Linked DNA regions of Zea mays: region 2 is linked to region 1. A link is a contact called in public Hi-C data. All regions are on one chromosome and are shown on one strand. Each heading gives the region's core, a stretch centred on a gene start, on an enhancer-like site or on the middle of the called end of the contact. The rest is flanking DNA. Distances are from core to core; before and after follow the strand shown. Region 1 holds the start of LOC100384181. Region 2 holds the start of LOC100284502 (universal stress protein family protein).

Region 1 (4,382 bases), core at 1,343-3,842:
TAGCTTATTTTAGATTATTTTTGGTAAAAAAAATCACTACTCATGGTTATGTAAATAGAAATTATAATATATGACATCCTTCTTTTCTCACCTCAAATAAACAAACGAAGTTACTGTTATCTTTGTGAATAATCTATATTTGTATAATGTAGACTACCAAACAACTATGTAGATTATAATCTGTCTAAATTATAATCTAGATTATATAATTTAGACTATAATTAAGATTATATAATTTATAAGTTGAAACAAACAGTCCCTTATTGTATACATTATTATAATAATGTAAAAACTATATATGTCTAAAATCATATTTTTAGGGTTAGCTGTGTTTTGACATACTGTCTGAAACATCTCTAGACTGTGCATCAGAACATGTTTATAGACTCAGATCCTGTTTTGTTTCCATTCTAGGATTATATAATTCAGCTTATTGATTATATAAGCATATATATTAACCTATTTATGGGTTATCATAATCTAGATATATAGATTATATGATTTATTTAATAATATATATTGTTTGTTTACGTCTGAACTTATTTAAGTTTGATTATATAATTTAGAGGGTGACTGGTTCATGATTGGAAAGAGATGTGTGCATCGTGACGCGAGCTCCGATGTACGAAGACGCATACAGTGGGCTGGCTGCGAGGATCTGTCATTCTTCCCGGGTTGAAATAAGCACCCGTCACCAATCTGCAAAAAATCAAAGAGAGAGAGAGAGAGAGAAAAGAAAAAACGCAAAGAAACGGACGCGACGCCGACGTAGCCCCGCAGCACACTGCGGAAAAACCGTGCGCTGAAAGGGATCCCACAGGAACTTCACTCGAGTTAGTACCTTTTGAAGGTCAAAAAGGGAAGCGCGCGGCATCGACAGACCGACGATAGCAACGTGGATTCCTTGCACGTCAGTCACTGGGTGGGACAGGAAAAAAAACTGAGTTCCGGTGTGGGAGAAAGAAAAGAAGACAGAGCGCGCGGAAATCGTGTTGGGTTTGATCACCAAGACGGACGCTGATTCGTTCAATCCCGATTCCCGAGTAAGAAAGAAAAAACAGCTGCTGCATACTAGTACGGAGTAGTACTCCGCAGTCGGCACGCAACGAAAGGAACAGAGAGCTCCGAATTCCGAGCGTTCGAAGACGACGACCAGGATGACCATGACGAAGACGCAGCTGCAACGAGAGGAATAAACCCCAACGGCAGCGAAAGACCACATCCACCAACAACAACACCAACCACCCCCATCGGGTTGTTGTGCCTGCCTGCGCTGAGGGCGGTCAGTCACAGCCCGCCCGCCCGCCCGCTTTTGGGTTGTCAGCTCCTCCTCATCCGGTACCATGTCCTACTAGTACTACTACTTTACTTCTACAAAGATTCGGCTACCTACCAAAACTGAACCGCGTCGCGACACGCGGCCCCCGGTCCAGTCGCCGCGCTTTCAAAACGACCGTTCGCCTGTGAATAAAGCCAGTTAGGTGGGTGGCTGGCTGCCGATCTGGCTAGCCTTTTTTTTTCGTTTGTGATACTGTGTTAGTACCTGTGCGCATTTATAACGTGCCTCAAGATTCAAGAGTTCTGCCGCCAAATCTCAAAGGAGTTCCTCCTCTCGTGTTGTAAAACTGAAGACGCGAACGCTGTACGTGCTGGGGAAATTGTTTGAGCCAGATATTCAAGAATCCTTTTGGTTTTTTTTTTTCTTTCTTTCTCTGAGACAGTGTCCTAGCTACTGATCTCCTCTCGGTTCACACTAGCCTTGTTTCAACTGCCTAACAAAAAAAAAATCTGAACTCTTGCTGCCTCAGCCGTCAGCCTGCCTGGCAGCCGCACGCTTCCCAGGCGCGGTGGCACAGGCACGGCGGCGGCGGCGAGGTGGGCGCGTCCGGCGGACCAACGGACAGGTCGAGGTTGAGGTCGGGGCACCGCGGCTCCCCCGCGCTGCTGCCGCTGCCGCTGCAGCTGCAGCTGCTGCGCCCGCCGTCGTCGGACGACTCCGCCGGCTTCGGCTTCGGCTTCGCGGCGGGGGCCGGGACGAGGGCTGCTGCTGCCACGTGGTGCAGCGCCTGCGGGCGGTGGTGCGCGTGCGGGTCGATGCCGCGGGCCAGGAGCTTGCGTTTGATGTGCGTGTTCCAGTAGTTCTTGATCTCGTTGTCCGTCCGGCCCGGCAGCTGCCCGGCGATCAGAGACCACCTGCGAGCGCGGCGCGTGACGTCAGGCAGCGCCGTCGAGAAAATAAAGGTAGACACAGAGAAGAAGGACGCTGTCTCGTCGACAGACGGCAGACGGCTCACGAACTTGTTGCCGAGGAGGGCGTGCAGGCGGATGATGAGCTCGTCCTCGTCGTCGGTGAAGTTCCCGCGCTTGAGGTCCGGCCGGAGGTAGTTCATCCACCGCAGCCTGCAGCTCTTGCCGCAGCGCAGCAGACCCGCCGCGCTGGGCAGCGACCGCCAGCACCCTTCCCCGTGCGACCGGATGTACGCCACCAGCCGCTCGTCCTCCTCCTTGGTCCACGCGCCCTTGTTGGTGTGCCCCTTCTCGCAGCACGGCGACCTCCCCATGGCTCCCTACCTCTCCCAGAGGCCCGCTCGCTGATCGGCTCGAGCGGCTGCCGAGGCGCGCGCCCTCGGGGGTCCTATATATACATGCCGCGTGGTTGCTAATGCGCTGCTCGGCCGCTGTTTCCTGTTTCAGTGTCTGTGCTGCTCTGCCTGTTCTCTTTCTTTTTCCTATCATCTCTCTGTCGTGTTGACCGGAACGGTGTTTCCTCCGTGATAGTTTGACGGGCGCGGGTTGGGTTGGGTTGGGTTGGGTGGTTGCTGCTGTTGCCGCCGTTGCAGTTGCGGCGGTGGAGCCCGCGTGTCCTGCACTTGAGCTGCTCCCACTTGCTTGTACGTAGTTGTACTGCCCCCTTCATCGGCGTGTCCTTCTCCCCATTTTATTTTTTACTTTTAGATATCAGTGTTTGACTTTTTGTCTTAGTCAAGTTTTTAATACAAATAAAAAAATCTATTGTTATTATAGTATTTCAAATGATAAAATAAATATTTATATAATTCATAATAAGACATAAAATATTTAAAAGTAAAAAAGATATCCTGTATTTATTTTGGGACGTGACGGGTGGAGTAGGTATACGGGCTTACGGCTCGACGTCGCGTCCTGTCGTCGCAGATCGACGATGCAGCGGGGGCCCGGCGGGGAGCGGTGTGACTAGTGTGTGACGGTGTTAAATTTATGATACTTGATAGTAGGTGATGACGCGCCCAGCCAGCCGTGCAATCGACACGGCGTCATCGCGAAATGTCCTGTCAGTAACTCTAGACCGAATAGTACCATGTACAGCTCCGGCAGAATCAGCTGGATCGGGTGGTTGGCAGTGATACCACCACGGATGCCACGTGGCACAGCTTTATCCTGCGTCACCTGCGATGCTCGCATTCGCAGCCTCCAGGCTGTGCAGATCGCCCTCTGATGACTGTTGGGACGCCACGCAGGTCAAACACGTTTTAGTTGACCAGCGCTTTTAGTCACAAACTGACAATAAAAAAAGCGGAGACGCGCGATTCGATTCGATCTAATCTGATCGGCGTGGCGTGGCGTGGCGTTGGTGGTGGCCAAGTCGGGCCACACGGGGCACGCAACAGCCAAGTGCCAACAGCAACAGAGACACACGAGTGCGTCGCACGGACAAAGCGCTCAGCCATGCACGCCTGCAGCAGCCAGTCAATAATATAAAACTGAATAATATTAATCGACTCCAATAAACCTCGCCCGTCTCTGTCGTTGGCGGCACGAGTGAAGATGTACTCCAGGTCCAGACGAAGCGTCACTTCTTCGCGAGATACCTGGTACCACTAGGTGATCGGGGATACTTTCGTTCTCTTTGACCTAGGGATGGCAACGGGGATTTCCCCGTCGGGGAATGGCCCCCCATCCCCGTCTCCGCGGGGAGGAAAATTCCCCGTCCCCGTCCCCGCGAACGCTCACGTGGGAGCTTTTTCTCCCATCCCCGTCCCCGTCGGGAAATTTATCCCCGTGGGGAAACCCGCGGGGAATCTGTCCCCACCAAAAGCACAATATTTAAATATAAATTTAAATTAATTGTATCAAATTAATACAAATTTAACAAACAAGATTGAAAATTACAAGAGACATCTACTTTAGAGTTTAGTTTGATATTTTATAACATGTCATACATTGAGTTTTTACTATAATTCTAACAAATAAATTGACTACCTTGAATAAAAAAGTTTCGTGGGGCGGGTACACGGGGAACGGGGACGGGGATGGTTCCCCGTCCCCGTCCTCACGAACCCGACGGGGATTAAATTTCTCTCATTTAGATCCCCGCGGGGACTAAATTAGCCCCATACCCGTCC
Region 2 (4,382 bases), core at 802-3,301, 310 kb before region 1:
AGGGGCAGGGCACACAATGACTGACAGTTTGCTCCATTCGGGAGATCGATTTTAACTGCAAGGGACCAAGGACAAAGGAAAGGCATCTCCGGTTTTATGGATGGCCACATGGCTGTTGCTGTCTCTCCTACCCTACCTTTTGATCCCCCTGCATGGCTGGGCTGCACCTACACTGTCCTCTGGTAAAGCCCCTGTTCTTCTTAAAGTTGACAGCTTGCCAAACAGCTCTTTGCTACCGAGAGAGAGAGAGAGGAAAAAAAACCTCAGCTGCTAAATGCAGATGCTCTCCGAATAATGGGTAAGAAGAGGAGCGGTGTGATAGGTTGTGCCAGCTCCACGAGATTCTATTCCTTCCCCCTCCCCTCCCTCTTTTCACCTTTTGCACAGGGCCAACCGAGAGTGAGTGATCCCATCCGTGACGAGGGGCAGACAGACACATCACACAGACCGGTTGCGGTGCGGTGCACATGACATGACATGCATGCTATGCTTACCAGCAGAAAGGCGAGGGTTTGCGTTGGCTGAGCACCAGCACGGACGCCTCCAGCTTCTTCACCTGGCTGAGGATGGTCGACAGCTTGGGCCCCTGGATCACGAGCGCCTCCACCTCCACCTGTGTAACATCCATCACAAGACAGTTTAGTTCTGTATCATACTACCGCACCAGAGCTAATGACGATAGTAATTCGGAGCATCTTTCTTCTGTTTAGGAAGCTGAGGCCCTTTTCAGCTTTAGGCCTGCCATGATCCATCAATAAAAGGGTGGATGCCATCTCCTTTCATGAATGTTCTGATCTGATCTACCCACCTACTTGCATAACTCTTGCCTCCAGGCAGCAGCCGGTGGCCCAAGAAAGAACCCGAACAACTTGATGCAAGGAAAAAAAAAGGCCACATGGCCAACCGTATGTGAGTACATGTTTCAGTTTCACCACATGCACTGCGTAAAGAAGCAACGCTTTTTTTGGGTTTGGACTAACGAACTCGGTAAAGGTAGCGTTTTTTTTTAATCTCCGTCAGGATTCAGCCACCCTGGACTTGTGAGCTTAGCTTGAAAGTTCAATCTGTCATGTCCCTTTGAACGCAGGGATTTTATAGAATTTGTATAGAGATTTTATAGGAATCAGTTTAATTTTTTATTTTTTTTTACAAAGGAAGCACTGGAAACGGGACAAAATGTCCCGCAAACCAAACCGTGCCTCGTTACTGTTAGCGCAGATTAAAGGCCGTAATATATGCACATTGTCTGTATCCAACACCTCACGGCATGCTTAAAAAAAGGTCTTAAAACGAACCGCAAAGCAATATCTCCGTTTGTATGTCGAACATCTGTCTCTTCAGTTCAGGTTCGGAAACAAAAAAAAAATGCGTTACTGTGGATAGAGGCGTGCTGTGGTGTTCTGGAACACGTTGGAGAAGAAACAAGCTGCGCATGAGTGAAGGAGCGAGTACACGCACACGCACCTCAGGCTTGCAGGCCTTGCAAAGCGCGCCGAGGGAGTTGGCGAGCGCGGAGGCGTCCTCCTCCCCAGCACCGCGGCCGCCGCCGCCGCTCCCGCTGTGCGGCGGCAGGACGTGGAGCAGGGTGAGGAAGTCGCCCCTGTTGGCGACGTGGGTGAGCGCCCACATCATGGCGTGCTTGGCGCCGGAGCTCTGGTCCACCACCACCACCACCCGCTTCCGCGACGCCGCCGCGGCCTCCTCAGTCCTGCAGAACCCGCCGCCGCGGCGGTGTCCCCGCGCCCTGCCCTTCTTCCTGGACCAGCGCCGCGACCCACGCCTGCTGCCGGTGCCGGTGCCGCAGTCCCACTCCCGCTGCAGCAGCTGGTGCGGCGCGCTGCCGCCGTCGCTCGAGCTCAGCTGCCCCAGGAAGTGCTCGCAGCTGCCCCCGCTGCTCCCCATCGATCCACTCCCGCTACCGCCGCGAGGTGCGTGTGTGCGCGCGGCTTGGTGCGTGCGCGCTCTGTGGTGGTGTCGACTGTCGAGAGCTGGGCTTGGCTTTGGTGCGCGTGTGCGCGTGATGCAACCATTCTTTCTTGTTTTATATTTGGAGGCGGCCAGACTTGCACTGCACAGGTCAGAATATACGCCCCCCTCAAATAAAAATCAGGTGTTTCGTTAAAGTATAATTTTGATCGGCACAGAAAATAGCTCTCAAAACCCTGTCATTTTTGTCCGTTAGCAACTCCAGTTTGTTCCAAAAAAAAAGTGGCGTGAATGTTAGTACAGATGGTCAATAAGCACGAGGCCCGCGAGCCCGGTCCGAGCTCGACACGGCCCGGTTCTATGCGGGCTGGCCGGCACAAATAAGCGGGTCGGGCTCAGACAGGAAACTAGGCACGGTAGGCTAGCCCGGCACGGCCTGTTTACCTCTAAGCACGTTAAGCCCGCTTTTTTGCACTAAAACGTGCTTTTTGGCCCGCTTAGCCCGCTTTTTCGTGCTAAACGGCCCGACCCGTCCCGTTTAGACCCGCTGCTGGCCGGGCTCGGACATAGAATCAAGCCCACGGGCTTAGAAGGCCCGGCCCGGTTTCCTAACCGTGCCTGGAGGGCCGGGCCGGACGGCCCATTTGGCCATCTCTAAATGTTAGTTCCAGGTCAGCAGGATGTGTTGCTCTAGGTCCTCTAGGTCCTTTATAGGGATGTAGATGAATCCGAGTAAGAGAGGCGGAAATGAGAAGGATCCGGATGAGGGAGGCAGAGTAAAGAGATGAAAAGTTGTAGATTAATATATGATGGCAAATGATACATAAAACCTAGGTAAAGGAGGCGAAAACGGGAAAGAGATGAAAAGTTAGAAATTAATATACGACGTCAACAGGATGAAGGAGAAGGAAACACTCATGGTTGTTGCTTGGTTACGCATGCAAGAGATAAGATTTATTTTATCTCGTCGGGTTGTTATGCGAGACAGGAAATAGATCAACACGTTTCGGACATACACACGATAGTGGAAACTCGTCCAATATAAAGATATATACTAATCAATTTCTAGTTAATTTTAAACTAATTTAACAATATAAAATAACAATTATACTCATAGTTTCACCAACCACATCCATATAACACCAAATTAACACAATTCATCACTCATTAATTCACAATCCACACACATGTTCATCAGTTATTATGTTCGCATAGATCAATTTAACACAGTGTTGGGGACCATAATTAGGGGTACCCTCAAGACTCCTAATCTCAGCTGGTAACCCCCATCAGCACAAAGCTGCAAAGGCCTGATGGGTGCGATTAAGTCAAGGCTCGGTCCACTCAAGGGACACAATCTCGCCTCGCCCGAGCCCAGCCTCGGGCAAGGGCAGCCGACCCCGGAGGATTCACGCCTCGCCCGAGGGCCCCCTCAAGCAACGGACACACCTTCGGCTCGCCCGAGACCCAGTCTTCGCCAAGAAGCAACCTTGGCCAGATCGCCACGCCGACCGACCGTATCACAGAAGCATTTAATGCGAGGATGGCCTGACACCTTATCCTGACGCGCGCCCCTCAGTCGACAGAGCCGGAGTGACCGCAGTCACTTTGCCGCTCCACTGACCAGCCTGACAAGAGGACAGCGCTGCCTGCATCGCTCCGACTGCTGTGCCGCTCGACAGAGTGAGGCTGACAGCAGCCAAGTCTGGCTTCGGGCGCCATAGGAAGCTCCGCCTCGCCCGACCCCAGGGCTCGGACTCAGCCTCGGCTCCGGAAGACGACGAACTCCGCCTCGCCCGACCCAGGGCTCGGACTCGGCCTCGGCCCCGGAAGACGACGGACTCCGCCTCGCCCGACCCAGGGCTTGGACTCGGCCTCGACTCCGGAAGATGACGAACTCCGCCTCGCCCGACCCCAGGGCTCGGACTCGACCTCGACCTCGGAAGACAGACTCGACCTCGACCTCGGAGGAGCCACCGCCTCGCCCGACCCAGGGCTCGGACCGACCACGTCACAGGGGGGCCATCATTATCCTACCCCTAGCTAGCTCAGGCTATGGGGAACAAGACCGGCGTCCCATCTGGCTCGCCCCGGTAAACAAATAATGATGGCGCCCCGTGTGCTCCATGACGACGGCGGCTCTCAGCCCCTTACGGAAGCAAGGAGACGTCAGCAAGGACTCGACAGCCCCGACAGCTGTCCCGTCAAGCTCCAGATGGGTAGTCTCCAGCAACCTTTCCAGCCCGGGACGGTGCACCGTTTCGGGAGTCTTGAGTTCATGTCCCTCGATGGCGGCTACGACATGATACTCCTTCCCCCGCCGCGCGACAGCAACAATGGCGGCCGACAACCCGCCCGCCGGCGGCGAAATCGACGACGTCTTCCCCACGTGGCGGAAGAACAACATTCGAGTTTGTCCCGCCGCCTCCCCCGCCGACGGAGGAGGAGGCGGGGCA

The links. Hi-C and Micro-C count contacts between places; a contact is called where the count stands out from the background.
Region 2: a Hi-C map of leaf shows a contact between it and region 1, with 6 times the contacts expected there. The contact joins the promoter of LOC100284502 here to the promoter of LOC100384181 in region 1. A contact is called at or near these places in 2 of 25 Hi-C or Micro-C datasets (ear and leaf).

What each region holds. Positions count from the first base shown.
Region 1 is chr8:103,803,018-103,807,399 of Zm-B73-REFERENCE-NAM-5.0, reverse strand. It overlaps LOC100384181, which reads right to left and starts at 2,592. Exons shown (of 1, transcript NM_001176757.1): 1 at 1,711-2,592. The coding sequence starts at 2,561. The coding sequence ends at 1,812.
Region 2 is chr8:104,111,547-104,115,928 of Zm-B73-REFERENCE-NAM-5.0, reverse strand. LOC100284502 (universal stress protein family protein) reads right to left here and starts at 2,051. Exons shown (of 3, transcript NM_001157397.2): 1 at 1,465-2,051; 2 at 495-613. The coding sequence starts at 1,902.